Regions from separate parts of the Mus musculus genome. Here regions 1 and 2 are each linked to region 3. The links are chromatin contacts, called in public Hi-C maps. All regions are on one chromosome and are shown on one strand. Each heading gives the region's core, a stretch centred on a gene start, on an enhancer-like site or on the middle of the called end of the contact. The rest is flanking DNA. Distances are from core to core; before and after follow the strand shown. Region 1 has its middle 25 kb from the start of Gm51794. Region 2 overlaps Sash1 (SAM and SH3 domain containing 1). Region 3 has its middle 27 kb from the start of Sash1.

Evidence for each region. Hi-C and Micro-C count contacts between places; a contact is called where the count stands out from the background.
Region 1: a Hi-C map of liver shows a contact between it and region 3, with 2.5 times the contacts expected there. The contact joins two enhancer-like sites. A contact is called at or near these places in 2 of 15 datasets of contacts at CTCF or cohesin (large pre-B cells and liver), 22 of 484 Hi-C or Micro-C datasets (the 63-12 cell line, B cells, CD4 T cells and 13 more) and 5 of 115 datasets of contacts at active chromatin or transcription factors (the HPC-7 cell line, bone marrow-derived dendritic cells, embryonic stem cells and 2 more).
Region 2: a contact with region 3 is called in a Hi-C map of liver, with 1.8 times the contacts expected there. The contact joins two enhancer-like sites. A contact is called at or near these places in 5 of 484 Hi-C or Micro-C datasets (the N1E-115 cell line, embryonic fibroblasts, forebrain and 1 more) and 4 of 115 datasets of contacts at active chromatin or transcription factors (embryonic stem cells, heart atrium, kidney and 1 more).

The regions. Positions count from the first base shown.
Region 1 is chr10:8,981,659-8,985,143 of GRCm38.p6, forward strand. No RefSeq gene overlaps it. Among named protein-coding and RNA genes, the nearest start is that of Gm51794, 25 kb to the right of the region's middle. Within about 2 kb of position 1,858, at least 2 of the 459 cell types and tissues checked have an H3K27ac peak or open chromatin away from gene starts, as enhancers often do. A contact at or near this core is called in liver, where this site is marked.
Region 2 is chr10:8,802,673-8,806,246 of GRCm38.p6, forward strand. All of the region lies in intron 4 of Sash1 (SAM and SH3 domain containing 1), which reads right to left. Among named protein-coding and RNA genes, the nearest start is that of Gm25410, 20 kb to the right of the region's middle. Within about 2 kb of position 1,834, at least 70 of the 459 cell types and tissues checked have an H3K27ac peak or open chromatin away from gene starts, as enhancers often do. A contact at or near this core is called in liver, where this site is marked.
Region 3 is chr10:8,911,028-8,915,008 of GRCm38.p6, forward strand. It overlaps a transcript of Sash1 not described here. Among named protein-coding and RNA genes, the nearest start is that of Sash1, 27 kb to the left of the region's middle. Within about 2 kb of position 2,079, at least 40 of the 459 cell types and tissues checked have an H3K27ac peak or open chromatin away from gene starts, as enhancers often do. A contact at or near this core is called in liver, where this site is marked.

The DNA.
Region 1 (3,485 bases), core at 608-3,107, 70 kb after region 3:
TTAAAAGTTATGCTGCTCTTGCAGATGACCTGAGTTTGGTTCCCAGCACCCACATCAGGTAACTCACAACCATAATAACTTCAGCTCCAGGGGATCCTCTTCTGGACTGCACAGACCAACACACATACATGTCCACATATCCATATATACATAACCACATAGTCACATAACTAAAAAATAAAAATATTTTAAAAAATTGTGTCTAGAGATACGTCCTAATACAAATGACCAATGTCTTGCTAACAAGGGTGTCAAGACAATTAAAGCAGGAAAGAAAGGATATTGCAACGCGATGATGCCACAAATCGGATATCCACATGTGTATAAACACAAATATACCTAATACCATGACACTCCTGTTACAGACAATGCAAACAAGAAACTGTGAAGACAACCTGTAGAATCGGAGGAACAAGATAGGAATCATACATCTGCCTTGGGACCGACATGCAGAACATAAAAAGTCATAAAAGGAATGACAAAGGGGTAGTATTGATGGAGAGTAGGGAAGCCATAAGAATGCAAGTATGTTAATGGTTGCTTAGGGACTGGATGTGGGTGTCTGGGGAATGACTGCTAATGGGAACATGAGCTCTTTAGTCATGATAGAGATGCTTTAGCGTATAGACTGTAGTGCTGTTGGAGGCATTGCATTAGACTCCATGAACTTGTCCACTTTAAATCTGTGAATTTTATACTATTTAAATCACATCTCAGCGATTCTCTCTAAAATGTGATGTTCAATTCAAGACTTTTTTTTTTTTTGCCTACAATTGGATTAGAATTTTCTCACTGGAACTATTTGTTATTCTGAGTTATTTATATTTTAAGGAAAAGATTCATTTTTATTCTTTACTGGTGTGTGTGTGTGTGTGTGTTTGTATACATGTGTATGTGGGTGCCCATTGAATTCAGAAGAGGGCACTAGACCCTTGGAGAAGGTACCACAGGCAGCTGTGGGCCATCCAATGTGGGGACCTCTACATGAGCAGTTTGTGCTCTTAACCAATGAGGAACCTCGCCAGCTTCTGCAGACGTGCACTTATCTGTCTATTTATATCCCTGTTATGTTCATTTATTCTCATCCCCTGTATGAAGCATGTCCCAGGGATGAGAGTCATTTTACATTTTTATATCTTCATTTCCTCACAGAGGAGTGTTTTTTCAGAATATTTAAGTTAAAGATATTAGTTGAATGAATGGCTTTTGAACCAAATGGATACAGTTTGCATTGAGTTGTAGGTTGACAGTTCATACGTCATCCACTTAGTTTCTATGAATCTCTTTTGTGTGAATTGTTAAGCCAGATCAATGTACCTGGCTCTTAGGCAATAATGTTTTTTTAATCTTTTGAATAAATATTGAATGTTCCCTTGGGGCTGGAGAGATGGCTTAGCTGTTAAGACCACAGTCTGCTCTTCCAGAGGTCCTGAGTTCAATCCCCAGCAACCACATGGTGTCTCATAATCACCTATAGTATGATCTGGTGCTGTCTTCTGGCATGTAGATGTACATATAAATAGAGCACCCACATACATAAAGTAAATAAATCTTAAAATAATTTTGGAAAAAGTGTTCCCTTTATTTCTAGATTTGTACCTTTTTAAAATTTTTTTTTATTCTGAGACAGGGTTTCTCTGTGTAGCCCTGGCTGTCCTGGAACTCACTCTGTAGACCAGGCTGGCCTCAAACTCAGAAATTCGCCTGCTGCTGCCTCCCAAGTGCTGGGATTAGAGGCATGCACCACCACGCCTGGCCCGCTAAATTTGTATTTTGTTGGTGCCCATTGAGACCTCGGTTAGTGATGACTGGTTTTCTTGGATCCTTACTCTGTTGTCCAGGTTGTTATCTGCTGCTGCTTGCTCTGTGTTGCAAACCCTTTCTCTATGATGCCAATAAAACATTGAAGAGGACAGAACTGAGGTCAAGGGCTGATGGGACATTAAACATTTACCTGAAGATAGACTTGGCTCCAGGCTTCAGATAACCATTCTGTGACCTAGTTCTGTCCCTCTCTGGAAGTCACCTTCCAGAACTTCTTGACCAGATTCATTGCTTTGTCTTTGATGGGCCTTTCTCTGACAGTGTCAGCCAGAATACATATTTACTTCTATTCTATCTTATTTGCGGCATCCTTGAGACATCCCATACTCCTTTAGCAGTGGCTCACATGTGCAGATTGTGATTACTCACAAGCTGTGCCCCAATCCTTGCTCTAGGCCATAATATATTGAAGAAGAGGAATTGTACTTTCCCTAACACTTTTACCTCTCTGAAGTTTTGGATGCTTCCTAAGTGTTAGAAGTAATAGATAAATAAAATATTCAGTACTATTAAAAGTACGATTAGATCGCAATACCATCAGGGGATATATATATATCTGAAAAATGCATTCTGTATACACAAATTCTAAAATAACTTGAGATAGTTCCTATCAAAAAACTCTGCTAGAGTAAGTACCTACCCCTAATCTTCTTCAATTATTCATAATATAATTTTGCATGAGCATCTCAATGATATGTTCAGAGTACAGTGAATAAATCATCTCATAGTTTTCAAGCCTGGCCACACTAGCTTGAAATGGAATAGTTCTTGCAATTGCATGTTTCCTGTTTTGTCTGTGTCTAACGCTCAGGTAAGCGCTGTGCCTTTTTGTGTGTTATGATGGCACTCATAGGTGCTAGCTTGGGTCTTCACTTGGGCTGTGCAGGAGCAGACATAGGCAAACCTCTGTGCTCCAAATCATAGCATCTCTTCAGGGAAAGGTGGGTGACAACCTGAATTCTCCTGTGTCAAGGGTTGAAACTTGAGTACTTATGTATGAAATGATGAAAGAGTTTACATCAGAACTATTTATTTTTAGTTATATGTATCAATATGTGTTGGGGTGTGGGTATATACCTGTGTGCACCATGTCCATAGAAGCCAGAGGAGGGCATCAGATCCACACAATTGGAGTTACAGATGGTTGCGAGCTGCTGTGCTTGGGTGCTAGAAACCAAATCTAGCTCCTCTGCAAGAGCAGTGTAGGCCCTTAACGGCTGAGTCATGTCTCCAGCCCCGGGGTTTCCATTTTTTGTTTGCAGGATAAAAGCACATATCTTCCCACTTATACTGTGGCTAAAGAAGAATTGCACATCCTCTACCTTGAACATCTGTCCAAGTATTTCCCAAGTGCTTACTGTGCTGGAGGGAGGTGAAACTCAACACTTCACATATAGTTTCTACTCTTACAGAATTTCCTTTCTATAGGAAAAGAGAGAAAAAACCCAAGCCAAACTAAAAACTGTTCAGAAAACATTTTCTTGATGGTCACTCAGAAAATGAAGCATTATGGAGGCTGAATTCCAGGTCACTTCTTGTAAGGGCCAGAGTGACCGAAGCTGTAGCAAATATATTGGAATGGTAACTCATATTCCAAAACCCATAGTCACACAAATGTATGGTTAGGATCTGCTGTTCTCCTCCGTACCTGCTGTGTCTCT
Region 2 (3,574 bases), core at 584-3,083, 110 kb before region 3:
CCCACACTGTGGGCCTCCTGGGCTACCTTCTGAAGGCCCACCAAGAGCCAGATGCGAATGCAGACGTTCTCCAAGCAGCCTTGCTGGTCCTGTCTTGGGCTTGGAATTCACTTCTTCTCTGTTCTGCTGAGAAACCCTGCAGGAGTTTTCAGCTCCCTCCTTAAGAACCTGACATGGAGTAGGCTGGCACAGCTCCACTGCATCAAATCTTCTAGAATTCTCTTCCCTTCATGGATTCCGGGGTGGGCCACCGCGGCATTTTCTGGGAGGTGCAGACAGCGGAGGTGGAGGGAGCCACTTTCTCTCTGCCCTTCAAGGTCAGCACAGGCATGAAGACCAGCCGTGGCTAGCAGGTGTCACTGCTGCTCCCTTGGGATTTGGGCAGCCTGGGACAGCAACTGGTCTGTGTCGCTCATAATCCTGTTGACTTACAGACTCGAGGCATGTTGACTTGGGGTGGGGGTGGGGAAAGATACCAAAAACTCCTGCGGTCCTCTTCGAGGATGGATTTAAACATTCCCTTGGGGATGCTGACAGACGCTGTGGACGCACACCCATCCTGGCTGGCTGCAGTCTGTCTTGTTTCTCCCACTTTACATGCATACATTACAAGCTATGCCATCTGACAGTGGAGGAACTGCCTCACCCAGACTATGGAACCAGCCCCTACTAACGCATGTGGTCAAATCCCAGAAGAGCATACAGTGTGGGCATGCTGCCTCACTGAGATCCTAAGTTATACAGCCTTAAATGCCCACCCTCCAAAGTCCTCCCCGGCTCCTCTTTCCCATGATGCTTTGCACGCTGCCTATCACTGTTTGTTTCTATCTTCCTACTTCCGGGATCTCGTAGGTTTGTGCATAAGCCTGAAATGGGGGCAGTGTTTATTAAATTAAGTCTTATTAGCTGCCTAGCCCATCGAGGGTCTTTCCAAAGGATATTACTCTTTTATTCTCCAAGAAGTAAGGAAGGCCTTGCTGCCTGCAGACAAATGGGCCTGGATAGGAGGTTTTGATCTTCCTCGGCCAAGTCTCATGGTCTTAGCAATCATATAACCTTTCTGTACCTTGGTCTCCTTAACTATAAGCCCATCCAAATTATAGATTAGTTAGCAGGATTAAAAAGATATACAAAGCTGGGCAGTGGTGGCACACGCCTTTAATCCCAGCACTTGGAAGGCAGAAGCAGGCAGATTTCTGAGTTTGAGGCCAGCCTGATCTACAGAGTGAGTTCCAGGACAGCCAGGGCTACACAGTGAAACACTGCCTCGAAAAACCAAAATAATTTAAAAAAAAAAAGTGAAAAGAGATATGCAGGATGGAGGTGGGGGGTGGAGAGATGGCTCAGCAGTTAAGAGCACTTTCTGCTCTTGCAGAGGACTTGGGGCTGGCTCCCGGCACACATACAGTGGCTCACAACCATCTGTGACTCCAATTCTAGGGGATCCTATGCTCTCTTCTGACCACCACAGGCACCAGGAAAGTGTGCTGTGTACTTACACACATATAAGTAAAACACTCATGCACATAAAACAAAAATAAATAAATCTAAAAAAGGAAAGAGAGGCACATGGATCGCTTGGTAAACTCCAGTCAAGTCCCCTCTTATTCTGCCTGTAGCCTGCATATAGATGTGAACTGTTTTCCCTTCCTTCAGCACTGGCCCAATATTCTCTTCACTTCTAGGGCAGGAGGACAGACAGCAGCCACATCTATGTGTTAAACATCCTTGGCTGCAGTGCCCATCCCCCTCCAATGGCAGCACACAGCCTGCCACCTCGCAGGAAGCAACCCGGGCACGTGGCCTCCAGCTGGGGTTAGGCCAGCTGGAGCTCACTGATCAGACAGAATGAAGAGCAACAAACAGCCTTCTCGGTCAGGAACAGCTGAGGCAGGGAACATTAGTACAGCTGCTGTCCATCCCCCAGTCCCTGCATTCAGGAATGTCGAGCCCCTCAAATATGCCACGCAATGGCGTGCACACATGTGGACACAGAGAAACGCACAAACACAGACTTCAGCACGCTGAGCACATTGGGCTCCAGCAAAGTGGCTGTGATTTCTTAGCTTCTCCTCCAACTTGTGAAATTGGAAAGGAAACAAAGTCAGGTGGAATAATGAAAGTTTAAGTGGCCACTGATTGGTTCTGTGTATGGCCCCATCCATGACAGATGCCCTAAGGACTTCTGCTGGGAGCAGCACAGCCCCCTAAGGTGAGGGGACAAGCTAGGTACTATGCTGGGTATGGGCCAGCCCTTGGGAAGACCTGTTACTGTGTCCAACTAATCTATTAGGAGCTCAAAGCTTAAAAATTTCAAACCCACTGTTTCTGATCATGAGGCTAGCAGAGCTGAAGTTCAGGTATAGATTCTGCTGGGCTCTAGAGCTCATACCAACCACGGAGGCAACCCCAACATCACTGAGGTCAGCAAATGGAAGGCACTTGAAGTAAAGGAGCCTCCAGAGGCTTCTCATCCCAGCAAGGTGGACGTGTACAAGGGAAAGCCCAGACTGGTGAGCTGTCCTGGATGAATCAGAGCGGGGCGAGCCTTCCCTCAAACTCCTGGACAGGACCTTGCCCTTATGCCCTTGGCCTTCACATACATGGTAATTAGCAAAACTATTAAGGCAAAAGAACACACAGCCCATATGCTAATACATGGCTTTGGTCCAACACACTTATCTCCGGAACCTAACCTATGCTGACTACAGTACGAGGACCGAATTATGATAGCCCAGGCCGTCCTGGTTCTCTATGGTACTGTGTCCACCTCCCAAGACAGAGAGACTGCAGAGAAGCCAGCCCATCTCAAACAGGCAGGATAACTAGTTAACTTGTTCAAGGGCACAACTCATGTGACTTCCTCAGACCCAGGCCTGGAGCATGCAGGCCTGTGCCTCATGGGAATACTGGTGGCCCATCCCACCCCACATCCCTGTCACAAACAGGATGTAGAGACAGGATGCATTAGTCTCAGCTCCAGAGGACACGGCTTGACCTGGATTTCCTAGCTATCTCAGGCCCTGATTTGTTCTTTTTAGTGAATACGTTCTACTTCCAAGGATGAAGAACCTCTCCACCTGTGAACTCCCACATCCAGGAAGGTAGTGCTGAACCCTGGTCTTGTTGCAGAAAGGTCTACATGACACCAGACAACTCACCCTGTTCACAGGCGGGGGAAGCCCCAACGCCCTCCTAGAGCCACGCCCACAACCATGCCTGTAGAGAAATACTATACTACAAAGGGAATAATTTCTTACAAGTTTCTAAAAGAGTTAGATGGTAAGTTACCAAGAACCAGACACAAGGGTCTATTATTAATAGACTTAATATAATAATTGCACTATCAATATAATAAATTCTCTTTCAAAAGTACATTTTCTTTCTGTTTATATGACACATTTACAAATATATATACACACACACACACACACACATATATATATATATATATATATTAACCAAGCTGATGAAGACAAGAACACATTTGTGCACACAGAGACCCACACACAAACGGTGACAGTAGCATTCTTCCCAGAAACCAAAGGTGAAAACGATACAAATGCCTATCAGC
Region 3 (3,981 bases), core at 829-3,328:
CCGTCACAGTGCCCTGAGGGGCTCCAGAGGGTCTGATCCAGGTAAAGTGGCCCAAGTCCGAAGATGACTCGTTCTAGCAGGTTCTTAGGAGACTGTTGCTGGTTTAGGAACTGTGCCCACCAGGACAGCTGCTGTTCAGATCCTTCTTCTACTTTTGTTTCTTTAAACATAACACAGCACTGGATTTCAGAATGCAGCGATCACTGGATGGCTCCGTTGTATAAGGAAACAACTTAAGTGAAGCCAAGGACTTTTGTGGAGGTCGGATTCTTGGCAACCTCGACTAGTTTACACACACTCAGAATTAAGATGAAAAGGCCCGCAAGTTAGGATGAAGCTACTAAAAGTATACTATTCATCAGGGGCAGCATCAGAAAGCCCACTCAGGTCTGTGTATAAAAGGATCAAACACACAGGGAACAGCTTACAAGCATCGACTGCAACACAGTGACAAAAGAAATTTGAATTACCAGAGAGGATTCTGCATCATTGAGTTTGACCTGATAGTAGTTGTGGAGTTATTGCTACATTACTAACAAAACACAATAATTGATTTTTAAAATACCGAGGCCATTCTTTTGATTTATCTATTTAATTTTTTATCTGTTTATTTACTTATAGGAGAGGATCCTAGATATCCACAGTTGGTCTCCAGGTCACTATGTAGGTGAGTATGACCTCAAACATCTGCCTCTTCTGCTTCACGTTCCCAAGTGCTGGGGTTAAAGCATCACAGTTGGCTTTGCACAGCACCAACCCAGGGCTTGTATGTGCTAGGCAAGCACTCTACCGACTGAGCTACAGCCCAGCCCTACCCTACTGAAGACACTCTTTTCTTAGGTTTTTGTTTGTTTGTTTGTTTGTTTTGAGACAGGGTTTCTCTGTATAGCTCTGGCTATCCTGGAATTCACTCTGTAGACCAGGCTGGCCTCGAACTCAGAAATCTGCCTGCCTCTGCCTCCCAAGTGCTGGGATTAAAGGCGTGCACCATCACTGCCTGGTTCTCTAAATTTTTAAAAGTAAGTTAAGTTAAATTTGATTATGTTTATTTGTGTGTGTGTGTGTGTACGCTTGTGTGTGTGTTGTCTGTGGTCAAGTATGTGCCACAGCCTACAGGTGAATGGCAGAGGGCAGCTTTGTGGAGTTAGTTCTCTTGTTTACATGGGTTCCAGTGATGGAACTCACTCTTGCCCTTGCTTCAGTTTCTGGACGGAGGCATCCTATTGGCCCTACTGAAGCTTGTTCTTATACAACTTCCTCCTGCTACATCTAAATTTCAAGTAAAGGAAATAGCAACTGGTCACTAAAGACCTCTCTGTGAACTCGATAGAGGATTCTGGGTGCTGTATTTTTCAGTCTCTTCCTCAGGGGGAAGTGAGAAAGCTAACCCTGACTCAATTCAGATTAAGCCTGCCTGCGATTTTAGGGAGTGGAGACTATAAAACTGTAAAGAACTGGCTTCCTGACTCAGTTAACGGAAGGGCTATAAATAGGAAGGGGCATTTCCCTATCTCAGCAAGGTCAAAGTTCCTGAAGAAACCTAGGAAGTGTTTGTCTGTTTGTTTGTTTGACTTCCTTTGAAACCCTCAGATATTCAAGGTATCAGAAAGAAGAGCAGCAGAGGGCATGGCAGGAGGGTGAAGTTTTTTGGATGGTCTAAGAGAGGCTACTGAGGTGTCGCTTGAAAGCTTGGAGCTTAGAGGCCCTGTCTCTGATGTATCCAGAGTTTAAGCTGGTTGGTCTCCATCTGCCCCCAGACCGTCTCCATTCTCTCCTTTGGGAGGATGGTCCTGGAGATGCTCTTCTGCCTTCCATTGCTTGGGTCAGTGGCAGAGGATGCAGAAGCTGCCAGGGAAGAGGCAGGGCCTATAAACATCCCATTATATCTATTGTTCTCTGCATCCCGTGCTTGTTGATATTCTAGAAGTTGTTATTCCACCGTCACATATGAGGAATCAGGGTAGCACCTAGCCCAGGCTCTTGGTTTAACTGTGCTCTCAGATTTGGAGACAGTAGAGGCTGCTTTGGTGTTTCTAGTGTCTGGTGCCTTGCCATCCACGATGGTGTCAGATGCTCATCCCCAGCAGGGGGTGCTGTTTGAGGGGAAGCTGTGGACCTTTTAGAACACAGGACTTAGCTGGTGGGTAAGTCACAAAAAAAGGGCTCCCACTGCAGTATGACCATCTGCTACAGACCTGTACATCTCTGACTTTCCAATTACCATGTGTGTTCATCTCCTGAACTGTGAGCTGAAGAAATTCTCCCATTCGTTGTTTGGGTCAGGCATTTGATCACTTCGGTGAGAAAAGTCACTAATGTCCTGTCTTTTATTATCTTACTCTCTTCACACCTCTATTGAAAAGTGTCCTCCTGAAAGTAGTCAAACAGAGAGCACCATCCCTTGCGTCCTGACAGAAACAGTATTCAAAGTAAACATGTTCAGGACCATGCAAGAGCTTTGATGGCTCCTGACCACAACCCTCAAGAATAAGTGGAATTGTTGACTTCCTTGGGAATGGCCTCATTAGGTTAGGCTGATACTGACGAAGGACTTGAGAAAATAAGCCCGGCCCCACAAATATCGATATAAAACGATCCTGCCAAAGAATTGTCTACTCACAAACTTACTAGCACATAGTATAAAAGTATAAAAGTAATTGAAAAACATTTTTTTTAGACACCAAGAGGTTTTAGTGCTAGATCTTGAGGGTTTTTTTTCTTCTGTTTCTGTAATGTCTCCTTTCCTTTCTATTTCTTTTTGAGACAGGGATGATAGCTTGCCTAGATCTCACTGTGTAGCCAAAGCTGGTCTTAAGTTTGTTATTTTCCTCCTGCTTCAGCCTCCCACGTGCTAGTATTATAAATGTGAACTCACCCATGTGATCATTTCATGTTTCTTGAAGTAGAATGTTTACTTTTTGATTTAAGAGGTACCCATTTCTTTTTGTTTTGTTTCAAGACAGAGTTTTTCTGCGTAGCTCTGACTGTCTTGGAACTTACTCTGTAGACCAGACTGGCCTCGCAGAGGTCCACTGCCTCCCAAGTGTTCAGATTAAAGGCCTGCGCCACCACCCCCAGCTGACACCCAGCTTCTGAGATAGCAATGGGCATCCAGCCTATAACAGCCCCTGCCTGCAGCTCAGCGGCTACATTGTTTTATTTCACCTCAAAACATCTCATTTCCCTGGGATAACTTCTTTGATGCCTTGGCCATCATAGATTTCATTGTTTCATATTTACAAATTTCCCTTTGGTATTGACTTACAATAATTCAATCCCCTTGTGGTTAGAAAACTCAGTTTGTATGATTTCAGTCCTCCCCTATCGAGCCTTGCTCTGTACTTCCCATGAAGGAATGAAAACAGCCGGTTTCTGAGATTTGCCTCACTAGCTCTCTCACACAAGGACTGAAGTAGATCTTATATTAAAATTAGTGAAGGATGGATCTTATAACTCCAAAGGGCTCTTCTGATGTACAGGAGGTGGCCAAATTACTTATGCATCCACCTCTGGCTTTACTCATCTCTACCAGCCCAGAACATAAGAGCTGTGTAGGTCTTACAGAAATTGAATGATACTGTTTTTAATAACTACTTCATGCCAGGAGAAGTTGCATGAAAATAATTTAGTACATTTGGCACCCAATACTCAATGATTTTTTTCTTTTCTCTCCTTCTGCCCTTCTTTTCAGACAGCAGCCTTCCTACCCTGAAATTCTGGGCATTTGCTCCCTCTGAAGACCCTACTCCACCCATGTAGCTGCTTACAGATTACACTGCTGAGCCTGACTCTCAGATTCTAACCCCAAAGCACAGCTTTCTTCCTTCCTCTCCATTCCCTCCCCAACCCCTTGGCTGCTGCTGAGGTCATCAGCTTGACTGGCTGTCAGTGGCTCTCCTCCTCTCCTCCTCCTCCTCCTCCTCCTCCTCCTCCTCCTCCTCCTCCCCCCCCTTCTCTTCTCCTCCTCCCCCTTCTCTTCTC